2 separate regions of the Sus scrofa genome follow, and region 2 is linked to region 1. A link is a contact called in public Hi-C data. All regions are on one chromosome and are shown on one strand. The core of a region is the stretch at or near the end of the contact, and the rest is flanking DNA. Distances in the headings are between cores, read along the strand shown.

What was found. A called contact is a pair of places that touch in the nucleus more often than the background predicts.
Region 2: a Hi-C map of liver shows a contact between it and region 1, with 2.8 times the contacts expected there. The contact joins the promoter of ANKRD33 here to the promoter of FIGNL2 in region 1. A contact is called at or near these places in 4 of 47 Hi-C or Micro-C datasets (embryonic fibroblasts, liver and skeletal muscle) and 2 of 2 datasets of contacts at active chromatin or transcription factors (alveolar macrophages and skeletal muscle).

The regions. Positions count from the first base shown.
Region 1 is chr5:17,207,085-17,213,373 of Sscrofa11.1, forward strand. It overlaps FIGNL2 (putative fidgetin-like protein 2), which reads right to left and starts at 2,213. Exons shown (of 2, transcript XM_021091668.1): 1 at 1,959-2,213.
Region 2 is chr5:17,245,009-17,251,297 of Sscrofa11.1, forward strand. It overlaps ANKRD33 (ankyrin repeat domain-containing protein 33), which reads left to right and starts at 2,332. Exons shown (of 5, transcript XM_021091670.1): 1 at 2,332-2,901; 2 at 3,232-3,776; 3 at 3,950-4,090; 4 at 5,209-5,604; 5 at 5,799-6,091. The coding sequence starts at 3,278. The coding sequence ends at 5,950.

The DNA of each region.
Region 1 (6,289 bases), core at 963-3,462:
AGCCCAGCCCACCTTTATGCCACAGCCAGAAAATCCCGCAGGCCCCCGCAGGCCCAACACATCCCTGTGTCTCTCTGCCCTCCTCTTCTGCTCCCGGGGAGATGGGGGTCCCCTGAAAAGTGGGGGGTGTCGGGCAACTCCACTGCCCCACAAAGCTAATTCCTTTTAGCCCCAAGAGGGCTCTCCTGAGAATATACTACTGGGAGAGCACGAGGGTCGCTCCTGACAGGGGTGGCTGTTGGGAACACCACTGGAATCAAGTGGAAATTAATGAAACGGCGCTAAATACGGGAGAGGGGGATTTACGAGGCCTGTCACCAGCGGAGTGAGGCCGGCGGCAGGCCCCGCCCCTTTCTCGCCCACCCCAGGAAGTCCCGCCCCGCCCCCTGCCCCGCCGCTCCGGCGGCCGCCTGGTACCCGCGCGCGGCTGGGTCCCGCAGCGCCAAGTACTGAGCTGCCCGGTCCGACTGTCCTCCCAGGGCCACTGCACAGCAGAGAACGGCGTTTGCTCCCGGCTCGGAATTCCTGGATGGGGGCTCGGGAGAACCCCAGTCCGGCCGTTCCCAGAAGGACGCACGGGGATTCGGGTTGAACTCTGGGTGGGTCTCGGGCTCCCTGTGCAGGGTCAGAGTTCTTTGGACCACGGCACTATCTGGCCCACTCCAGCGACTCCACAGGGAAGGCTCTGGAGCCCGAGCACCGAGAAGGTCTCCTGCCCCGCGGAAGGCCAGAGTGGGATTCGAACCGGCTTGCCATTTCTCGCTGCCTGGCCGAGGGCTGAGGTCCGCTCAGCCGCTGCGGCCCTGGCGGCCCTGGCGTACGACAACACAAACATTCTTCCGTCCTCTATTCTCCTCCAAATTAGGTATCCATGGAGACAGGGCCTGGCAGCCTGACAGCCCCACGGCCTAATCCTGATTTAGTGACCGTCCCTTTAACAGCCCACCCACCCGTCCACCCACCCCTGCGCTCCAGGCTCCCGGCCGCTGCTGGGCGCAGGCTCCAGGCCGCTCACGCTCGCCCTCGCACAGCCCCTTTTCCAGATCTCCTCCGCCGGAGAGGCCACGGGGACTGGAAGGGTCGAGAAGGCAGACCTACCTTTGCTGAGCACCCAACCTTTACTGTGTGCCCAACCCTTACAGAGGACCCTCTATAAAGCGATTTCCTTAGCAAGGGAATCACTGTGTAGACCAAGAGTGGGGAAGTTTAAAGGGCTCATGAGAGAGAGCTGGGAGCTCAGAGGGTCCCCCTGGCAGCCTATAACCCACGGGTGAAGGTAAATGTGGCTTCCTGCAACACTCTGACTCCGAGATGGGGGCTAAGCTCTCTCGGGCCAGTAGAGAAGAAAGGCAGGGTGTGGGTGTGAGGGTCGCAGGGCCCGCAGGGCCCCAAGTGGCCTCAGTCTCCTGTCACTGCCCCGTCACGATGCTGGGGAATCTCCGGGCCTGGAACCCAGTCCCCACCCCCCCCTCCCTCACACACAGGGGCCGCTGGACAAAGACCTGACGGAGTGGGAGGGGCCTCGGGCCGGCCCTCGGGGCTCCGGACACTGGATCCTTCTGGGACCCGAACCCGCAAATCCTGGCTCCCCACCCCCAATCCCGCAGGCTCCCCCCAGAGCCTAGTGCTCGCTATTGCTGCAGCCTCCGCACCATGGGGGACGGCGAAGAGGGTGCCCGTTGGCGTCAGAGAGAAGAGCCCCTTCTTTGCCCGCCCCCTCCCCCCCCGGGGAGTGACCCTCGGCTCCCACGCACCCGCCCGGGTCTCTCGCTGGCCTTGCCCTTCGACCCCCGCCTCGTTGAACCCCGCGACCCGCAGCCCCCGCCCTCTCCGGCCCTCGCACTGCCCCGCGCCCGCGGACAAAGCTCCGGACACCCCGACCGAACGGTCACCACCCCTTGACCCCGGCCCGCCCGCGCGCTCCCGCGCCTGCCCCCGCCGGGGCCGCGGTCCCGTACCTCGGCATCCCGGCCGGGTCCTAGGTGAGTGTGCGCAGCCTGGGGGGACGTCCGGCCCCAGGGCCGGGGCGCAGGCCGGGGGCGACAGGCCGGGGCTGGGGGGCAGCGGCGCTCACCATCCTGGAGCCGCTACTGCTGCGGCTGCTGCGGCCGCCGCGGGCGGGAGCGGGACTGGGCAGTGGGGGTGGCCGGACAAGGGGCCGCCCCGGCTCCCCCCGCAGGCAGGACCCCCACCCCCACCCCCGCCTCCCCTCGCCCGCCCCCAGTGCCCTCCCTCGCAGGCCTTTGCTCCCCTCCCCTTTCCCTGCTCCTCCCTCCCCGAGTGCCCCTCCCTTCCCCCAACTCCCGCCCCTTCCCCGGCCCTCTCCACCCGGGCCGCTCCCCCGCCCTCCCCTCCTCGCCCCCGCCCCGCCCCGCCCCGCCCCCACCTCCCCTGGGCTCGCCCGGCCCCTCCTCTCAACCCGCCCGGCCTGGCCCCGCCCCTCTCCTCCCCGAGCTCTAAAATAAATTAGCCACAGAGGGGAAAAAAGAGCAAATGACCCTTGGTGTGGAGTGTCCTTGCGCCACTCTCAGGCCCGCCCCCACCTCTCCCGGGCCGTCGGAGCGGGAAGTTGGGGTGGGGGTGGAGGCCGGGCAGGGTGGGGAGCAGTCCCGGAGGGGGGAGACCGGGACTGAGCAATAGGGCGGCCGAGCGTGTCCGCCGGGTGTGAGCGGCTTCCTGGGTCGAAGGGCAAAGGGGAAGACAGCCGGCCCAGCCTGCCCCGTCCGCCAGCCGCCTTCGATCCCCTCTCCCTGGACTGCCTCGGCCTCTCGGCCTCTCGGCCTCTCGGCCAAAGCCTGATGGACTCACGCGTTCATCCCCCACCCCCCAGGTGAACTGTTGGCTGCAGCCCGGGACGCAGGGGCTGGGGCACGCACAGCCCAGCAAGTCCACCGCTCTGCGCTGATGCCACTCCGGGTGGGGCTGGGTTCAAGGGGGGACGGAGAGCCCTGAACATGGGCAGCGGAGAGTGGAATGTGACGTCTAAACCGTGGACTTCACTGGAGGGCTTCCCCAAGAAGGCAGCATTCACACTGGGCCAAGGATGACTCTCAGACCTGTGGTCTGCTTAGAGGTGCCCAGGGGCATTCATTGATCCGTGCATTCATTCAACAGATACATAATTCAGCCTCTACTCTGCCCCAGCCTTGGGCTAGGCACTTGGGACACCCGACAGAGTCCCAAAGGCACCCCCCGCACACACACACTGGTGCTGCCATTCAAGGGCAGGTAGAATTCTATCAGACACACTGAGGCAAGACTTCAGCGGTGATCCAGGTGGGAAAGGAAGACTGCCTGGCAAGTAGCGCATGGCAGAACCCCCTTTGCCCCCAGGATGTTGCAGGAGAGGGAGGCGGGCTTAGGTGGGAAGATGCAGATACATTTCCTAGAGGAGATGCTGAGCACCTGGAGGGTCCCTAGTCCATCTTTGTTCCCGCGCAAGGGCAATGTGTGTGGGTCCTCTTCTGAGGAGGTTTGTTCGGTTTTTTCCCTGCTCAGCCTGAGTACTAGCAGGACAAGGTGGCCCTTGCACCCTAACCCCCACCTGCAGGGTAGTGCTCTCTCTTCTGTGTTTTGCAGAACTCTAACTCTCCCCTTCTCTGGGATCTCCCTGGCCCCCTCTGGAAGCTCTGAGTTCTGACCTCCTGGGCACTCCTACAGGTGCCGCCCAGGGGTGGGGAAGGGGGAGGTTCCCATGTTTTTTCCAACCCACATACAGGAGCAGGAGTAGCACTCAGGCAGATTCTGGAACTCCCCAAGGTCAGAATCTTCTCCAATCCCAGAGTCTTCTTTCCTCTCCACTCCATACCCCTAGGACCCACAGCCTGGCACAGGTCAGAATGACAGGGCAGGCTTCAAAATCAGAAAGGCAGGATAAAGGGAGCCACATCTGTCACTCTGGGAGAGCTGAACCCCTAGCTGAAGGGACAATCCCAAGAAAACAGAGGGGGAAGGAATGTGTTGAGGATTTCTTTACTGATGGGGTATCTGAGGCCCAGAAAGATGAGACATGCTTGGGGTCACACAGCAAAGCTGGATCTAGGGAGTTCTTGCTGTGACTTAGCAGTAACGAACCTGACTGTAACTATGACGATGCGGGTTTAATCCCTGGCCTCTGTCAGTGGGTTAAGGACCCAGCAGTGCTTCAAGCTATGGTTTAGGTCACAGACACAGCCTGGATCTGGTGTCGCTGTGGCTGTGGTGTAGGCCGGCAGCTGCAGCTCTGATTTGGCCCCTAGCCTGGGAACTTCTATATGCCACAGGTGCGGCCCTAAAACGACAACAACAACAAAAATGCTGGATCTAGAATCCACTGTACTTTTGCCACTCTGTCAGGCAAAGGTGAGAGGCAGGAGCTAAGGGAGAGGCCAATGTCCACATGAGCTGAGTGACACCAACTAGCAGGATGAGAGCCACGAGGCCAAGCCCCACATTGCCAAGGCATTGTGGCTGGGTGTCGCTGGGGGCCATACTCCACCAGGCTCAAGGTGCGGTAAATGAAGGAGTATAACAGGAGGTGACAAGGTGCTCCCCTGGAGCAGGCATCCAGTTCTCCTGCACCCCCGGGGCCCCTCCAGCGCTGGTAGGAGGGACAAGGTTAGACCTCAGGAAGGCCTTCCCCATAAGACAGAGCAGGTCAGGAGTTCCCTTCGTGGTTCAGCAGTAACGAACCCGATTAGGATCCACAAAGACATGGGTTCAACCCCTCGCCTCGCTCAGTGGATCAAGGATCTGGCGTTGCTGTGAGCTGTGGTGTAGGCCGGCAGCTGTAGCTCCGATTTGACCCCTAGTCTGGGATCTTCCATGTGCCTCACATTCGGCCCTAAAAAGCCGGAATACAATAAAAAAGACAGAGCAGGTGAGCACACTGAGAGGCCTTTGCTGAACTCCACAGAGAAGATGCATCTTCGAGGCGCCAAATGGTTTCTGATGGACAGACTGGCATGGGTCACACAAAGGGGTTTAGTTAGCAGGTGGAGCTGAGGTTGGTCTCCTCGCCCCTCTGCCCACCAGTGCTCAGGCAGTGAAGTGTGGCTCCCCCGCCCCGAGCTCATTAAAGTCCTGTTAATTCATCATCCACCTCCTGGGCTGACAAATCCTCCATCCTGGCAAATGGCCCTTCATCATCATGTCTGCCCTCCTGGGCGGGGCCCTGGGGGTCTGTTCTCTGAGGACTTCCTGCTGACCCCTCTCCTGGCTGTCCCCAGTCAAGGGATCTGTGCCCTGAGAGCCCCCTGCTGAGGACAGGCTTCTGGCCGGTCTTGTGATCATCCCGAGTAGGTCAAGTGCCTGGCAGTGGATTGGATAATAACAGTGGTTTCAGCTGAGGGCCCTGCATTCTTTCCCAGCCCTTTTGCTTGTTTCTCATCCAAGGGGGAGGCAGGTGCTGTGCTTGGTGTGCTGCTGAGTGCCCTGCACATGTGTGAATGTGGGTGTGGGGCATCGGGATGTGTGCGGATGTGTGTGTGTGTGTGTGTGTGTGAGTGTGTGATCTTCCTGGCCCACAGACTTGCAACAAAGCCTTGAAAACATCAAGAAAAATAACCCAGCTGGCCCAGGGGGGCTCAGCATGAAGAGTTTTGAAGGGAAAGAGGAGAGTTTGGGAAGATGTAGAAGCCAGAGAGGGAGGGAGGGAGGAGCAGGTGGGTGAGGAGGAAGGAAAGAAACGGGTCCGGGGAAGGAGGGGGTGGGGGAGGATGGGAGAAAGAAATGGACCAGAGGAAGCGGAAAGGGCGGGAGAGCTCTCTTTGTGGTCCTCTAGATCGGCCGCTCCGGACTCATTAAGAAGCAGGAAAGGAAGGAAATGCGTCCAGGCTGGGGGATTGGGGTGCGTGCCCAGAGCGCACCACGCCCAGCGGGCTGCCGCACCCCCCACTCGCCCCAGGCTCAGGCTGCTCCCCCGACGACAAGGGGCGGCCCTAGCCCTTCTCTTTCTGGCTGTTTGGGCTTCAAGGTCCCATTCCCAGTGCCTCCCCCACCCGGCTCACCCCGCACTCCCTTACTCTGTGTGCTTATACCAGCTTTGCCTTCCCAGTGAGCTACAGGCTGTGTCCGGGTCCAGTCCCCCACCCCACAGCCAGCCAGGGGCTCTTCAGATGGAAAGAAAGCATCCCTTCCTCTGGGCGGACCACACAAGACTTGGGAGGAGGAGTTGGGGCTGACTCTCCGTCCCCTCCTGTCCTCCAGGGCCCAGCACTTGTGGACCCTACTACCTGCTTCCCAGATCCTCACATCTCTGGTTCTGCCGTTTAGACCATGAGCCAAAGAACGCCCACCCCACCCCCATCCT
Region 2 (6,289 bases), core at 1,082-3,581, 38 kb after region 1:
GAAAACTCAATAAAAAAGACAGGATAGGGAGTTCCCCTGTGATGCAGTAGGTTAAAGCTCCAGAGTTGTTACTGCAGCAGCTCCAGCCACTGTTGTGATGTGGGTTCGATCCTTGGCTCAGGAAATTCCATATGTCACAAGTATGGCAAAAAAATAAATAAAATAAAGCATGGAGTTCCCACTGTGGTGCAACAGGATTGGTGGTGTTTCTGCAGCGCCAGGACATGGGTTTGATCCCCAGCCCAGCACAGTGGATTAAAGGATCTGGCATTGCCACAGCTGCAGCATAGGTCTGATCCCAGGCCTGGGAACTCCATATGCCTCAGGGAGGCCGAAAAAGAAAAAAAAAATCCTTTTATAGTTCTGTACCATCAGACTGATAAAAACTAGAAGGCTGAATAAGTTCAAGTGTTGGCAAGGATTTGAGATACTTTTACGCACTCTTGGTGGGTCACTAAAATAGGGAGCAATCTGGGAGCAGGTGGCCAATAAAAATGTATGTACCCTATGCCCTATGACCCAGCAGACTCTGAGATGCTCTCTTTTGGGTCCACAGCTAGATATATACAAGGATGGTCCCTGCAGTATTTGTAGTGGCATGAAGTTGGAGGCAGCATAGGGGTCCACCTTTGGAAGAGCAGATAAGTCAGATGTGATGGATGCACACTATGGCATCCTATGCAGCAGGAATAAGAGGGAAGAAAGAAAGGTTAAAAGGGACACACCATACCTTTTATCAAGAGAGCAAAGATTTTCCAAGGAGCCTCCCCCATCAGACTGCTGCTTGCATTTCATTGGCCAAAACTGTGTTAACTGGTCACACCTGACCAAAAGGTGACCAGAGAGAAGAGGGTTATGGATAGGGAGTGTATCATTTAATCAGAGATGTCTGACCCATCATCTCGTAGATTTCTTCCAACTGCTGCATAGAGTCCACAGTGTCCCTTCACCACATTTTACTGTGATGGCTAGAGGTACAGCAGCTATATTGTGACCATGAGGAAAAGCCAAGAGACTCCCAGAGAAGGCCCTGACATCATCGAGTTACTCAGTCAACACCAACAGCTTCTTATCTTTGAACTTTTTATCTTGTATGAAGAATAAACCTCTACTTGTTTAAGCCACACATGTCAGTTAGGGTTTAATTACTGGTAACAGAAATAAATCTGGCTAGTTTAAATAAAGAAGCAGGCTCTAGGTCTGGGAACAACTCCCAGCTTTGAGAGGCACATGACCTCTGCCTGTGATCCAGAAAACAAGTCACTACTACAGGAAGCTGACGAATCAGGAAACTGCTCACTAGACCCCCCCAACCGTATCTGTCACAATTTGTGACAGCAAAACGGATGTCCCATGCTACTTAGCTCTATTCCAAATTTGTGTCTTACACAAAAGCAGAACTTAAATCACAGATTCCTAGCTCACAAGAATCTGGGAAGTGTCATTATACCTTTCCAGCTTTTACAGTTTTGGAAGCAGGTTGAGCAGCCAGCCTATGGCAGCAACCACACCCCTGAGGTCAGTTTTTGGTTACAACACCTGACTGATACACTGCATAAAAAGCAGCAAGGACCAACCCCCAAAACAGCACTGAGTGAAAAGAACGAACACAATAAGCTCTGTAGCACAATCTAAGGTGTGAGTTAAAATAAAACAAACCACCACTACTTTTTTCAATGAAATGTATGTTGTCACGAATATATGTGTCATCGAGTTCCCATTGTGGATCAGTGGAAATCATGACTAGGAACCATGAGGACGCATGTTCCATCCCTGGCCTCGCTCAGTGGGTTAAGGATCCGGTGTTGCCATGAGCTGTGGTGTAGGTTGCAGACGCAGCTCCGATCCCATGTTGCTGTGGCTCTGGTGTAGGCCGGCGGCTACAGCTCCGATTACACCCCTAGCCTGGGAACCTCCATATGCCACTGGAGCGGTCCTAGAAATGGCAAAAAGACAAAAAAAAAAAAAAAAAAAAAGGTAATTTAACTTAAAGAATAATTTAATAATAATTTTATTAATTTAATAAATAATGGGAGTTCCTGTCATGGCTCAGTGGTTAACTAATCCGACCAGGAACCATGAGGTTGCAGGTTTGATCCCTGGCCTTGCTCAGTGGGTTAACGATCTGGCGTTGCCGTGAGCTGTGGTGTGGGCCAGCAGCTACAGCTCTGATTAGACCCCTAGCCTGGGAACCTCCATATGCCGCAGGTGCGGCCCTAGAAAAGACAAAAAAATAAAATAAAACCTTCCATTAAAATAAATAAATAAATAAATAAATAATGAAAACCATAGTTTGATTTGAATAATCAAAATAATTCATTTACATGTGAATATAATTTAAATATTTTATATTTAATGTACCACATCAAACTAATCCATTAAACTGAATATATCATAATTTCTGTACCCTAATTAAGCAATTCTTTATGCTTTAATTTCCCCAGAATCTAAAAAAATAGATCCAGGTGACCCCTGGGGCCCCTATGCCCGTCCCAGTCACCCTCTTTAGAGAGGTGTGTGACTTACAGCCTCTCCCACCCCTACCCCCCCTGCCAAGCCCGGCTCCACTCTTCAAAGCGTGGGTTTGGAGCTGGTCTCCGAAGGGGGCCGAAGGTGTGAGTTTGCAGGAGAGGCGGATCTTACTCTCAGAGCCCCCTCCTCGGGGGAGGAGCCACTCGGACTCGGGCCCCGCCCACTCTAGGCAGGCTCGTGGGGCGGGGCTCTGTCGGCTTGGGGAGGGGAGAGCACCTGCCCCGCCCTGCACCTCATCCCTAACTAACCCGGCTTGATCCAGCTCAGCCCCGAGGTGTTTGAGGCAGCTCTTTCCGTTAAGTCGAGCCATCTGTTACCTGCGTTGCTTCCTGGGGGGGAGAGTCCACCTTGAGGCGCTCCAGAGACCCGGTGAGTGCTCTCAGGAGTCTGGGGCTTACTGTGAGTCCCAGCAATGGCTACCTCCTAGGGAGCCTCCAAACCCCAGGTAAGGTCCCCTGGGAAAAAGGGAACTGCCGCTCTCCCTGAATCTCACCAGGATCCTCACTTATAGTGACTTCTACCCTCTTAGGGCTCCTGCCACTCTGCTTCCCTGCCACCGGCATGTCCTTTCTCCAGGGTGAATGGGATGGGACACTCCAGTAGGAAAGGACTCTTCCTTGGGCCATTGGGGTGAGTCACAGATGCTGAGACATGTCCCAGGATTCAGAGGGACACCATTCCCCTCATTCTGTGTTATAGATGCCAGCTGCATTGAAGGGGGGAAACCCGCCTTCTTGCCCCCAGCATGGAAGAGGAGGAGCTGCCATTGCCGAGGGGAGGGCTGGACGTGTCTGATGCCTCTATCCCAGGCTGCACGCTGGGGGCCCTGTACTGGGCCTGTGTCCGAAATGACTCTGCCCAGCTCCAAGCCATCCTGGATGATGGGGTCTCCCCAGAGGAGGCCACCCAGGTGGACGGCAATGGGAGGGTGAGTCACCCCACTCGTCCTGGGAATTTCAGGATGGCATCCACTGCCTGGGTCCTCAGGAGGAAGGGAGAGAGTGGGTCTTCACAGGAACTGGGACATCCCTGGGTCAGATGTGGATTTAAAGGGCCCAGGGCCCCCAAGAAGCTCCAGGAGGGAAGCACGGGGGCTGAGCTGCCCCTCCCCCAGACAGGCCTCATGGTCGCATGCTACCATGGCTTCCGGAGTGTCGTGGCTCTGCTCAGCCGCTGTCCTTTCCTGGATGTGAACCAGCAGGACAAAGAGGGGGACACAGCCCTCATGCTGGCTGCCCAAGCAGGTAAGAGGCTGCTGACCCCACCCTCTACCCGCCAGACCAAGGCCACAGCCCACACTCTTTGCACCAATGTTCTCTCACTCTGACACTGCCACTGCCGTGTTGGGTGGAGAGTGGATCTGGGGCTTTGTCATTCCTTTCCTGGGTAGCCAAGCTCTGCCCTTGGTGCCCTGCAGGCCACGTGCCTCTGGTGAGTTTCCTGATCAACTACTACGCGGGCCTTGACCTGGAGCGCCGGGACCAGCGGGGGCTGACAGCGCTGATGAAGGCTGCCATGCGGGACCGTTCGGAATGCGTGGCTGCCCTCCTCATGGCAGGTGCATGGGGACCAGGATGTTGTGTGGCCTCCAGTTCCTCCCCCACACCTCCCCACCAGGCACTAAGTCAGCTGTCATAGTTGCAGAGAGGAGAGAGGTGGATGGAGGATCAATCTAGGCTGACTTCCTGGAGGAGGAGAGTGTGCTGGAGCTTCTCACCAGCAACAAAGTCCAGCTCCTGATAGCTCTGTTTAAGTGGTGAATGGCAGTCCCAGAAAAGAAAACTTGGGAGGATAACCTAGACTGGCTGGAGAACCTAATACAAAAAAAAAAAAAAAGATTGTTATCTGGAACCAGACTCTTTGGTGCCCATCCTGGCTCTGCTGCCCGCTGAGTGACCCTGGGCAGGTGGCTTTCCTCTCTGGGCCTCACCAGTGTAATGAGGTCAATGGCCTTCTCTGGGCTGATCTCCAGCTCTGACAAACCAGGGTTCCAGGAATGCAGGGATGTGTGATTGAGACATGTGACTGTGACAGCGTTGTTCTGGGGTGAAGTCCACACTGTGGAGTCTCCAGGCCGTGCTACTCTCTGAGCTGGGGGTTCCCTCTGTGGGTCACCCTGGGGGACCCCAGCCTCCGGCTTTGCCCTTTCCCATCCTATTCGGTTGGGTTTGAGGTGAGAAGGGAGGAAGCTCTACATCCCCTCCTTTGTGGAAGAGTAACTGCTACTCCCCACCCCCAGGACTGGGGGGTGTAGTGATGAAAGGAAGAGTCAGAAGAGGGAACCAGCAGGACTCCCTCCCTCCACCTGCCCCAGAGGGTGCAGCTCGGACCTCCCCCCATCCTGAGCAACCCCCACACACCTTCTGGTCAGCGCCTTGGTTCAGGAGGTCTCTAGTCTGCCCCATGTTTGGAGACCTGGAGTAAGTATCCCTGGTCGGTCCCCCTCACTGGACTCCTTTCGCCAATCAAACCGGAAGTTGGGATCCTAAACCGGAAGTTGGGGTCTGGGGCTGGTACTGTCCGTCGGTGCTACTGCAGCCCCTGAGGGCCTGATTCCAGCTGCAGCAGGGTGGGCCTCTGGTTTTGCATCTAACTCAAATCAGTCCTGCTCCTAAAAGCATCTGTCCTTCTGCAAGGCACCGATCCCACCCCATGTCACCCCTGTGCCCTCCCCAGGTGCTGACCTGACTGCAGTGGATCCTGTCCGAGGCAAGACGGCCCTGGAGTGGGCATTTCTGACCGACAGCTTCGACACAGTACAGAGGATCCGGCAGTTGCTGCGACGGCCCCAAGTGGAACAGCTGAGCCAGCATTACCAACCCGAGTGGCCAGCTTTGCCCGGGCTTGTGGCCCAGGCCCAGGCTCAGGCCACCCCATCTCTCCTAGAACGACTCCAGGCCACCTTGAGCTTCCCCTTTGCCCAGTCTCCTCAGGAGGGGGGTGTCCTGGACCACCTTGTGACCATCACGACCAGCCTGGCCAGTCCTTTTCTCAGCACTGCCTGCCACACCCTGTGCCCTGACCACCCACCTGCACTGGGCACCCGAAGCAAGTCCGTGCCAGAGCTGTTAGGCACTGCCCCACCCCCTCCTCCTGTACCCCAGCCCCCCCAGGAAGTTCCTGGCCCCCGGGCCTTCACCCCCTACCAGAGCCCTCACGGTGTGTTGAGCATGTGCCCCCAGTGGCTCCAGCCCAGGGGTAGTACCAGCTCCAGGCCCCAAGCCCCCAAGATCCTCCTCTCCAAGGCACCCTCATCTGGCATCCAGTGGAAGCTGGAGCCCAGATCTGCAGGGAATCGAAGCCTGGCCCTTCCTGTCTGGAGATACCAGGAGCTCAGGATGGAGAGGAGGAGGCAGGAGGAGTCCAGATTGGCAGAGAGCCAGGGGAAGATGGGCTAGACCAGACTGGGAGCAGGTAATCAGGCCCTTTCCTTAGGCTCCTTTGCTGTCTAGAGCCCCTTCTGCCTTCCCATCTACCTCTGTCTAAGTGACTCTACTCTCAGCCTGTGCACCAGGTCATTCATACAGCATCATGTGCAACAATAAAAGAATGGAAATGACCCACGTGGCCCTCAATAGGGGACTGGCTAAATTGATTCTGGGTGTAAATACTGTATACCTATTTGACGTATTCTCTACAGTGGGAAAACAAGAAGAAGGAAGCTTTCAGAGTTCTCATTGTGGCTCAGCAGTAACGAACCCAACTAGCATCCACGAGGATGCGGGTTCAATCCCTGGACCCACTCAGTGGGTTAAGG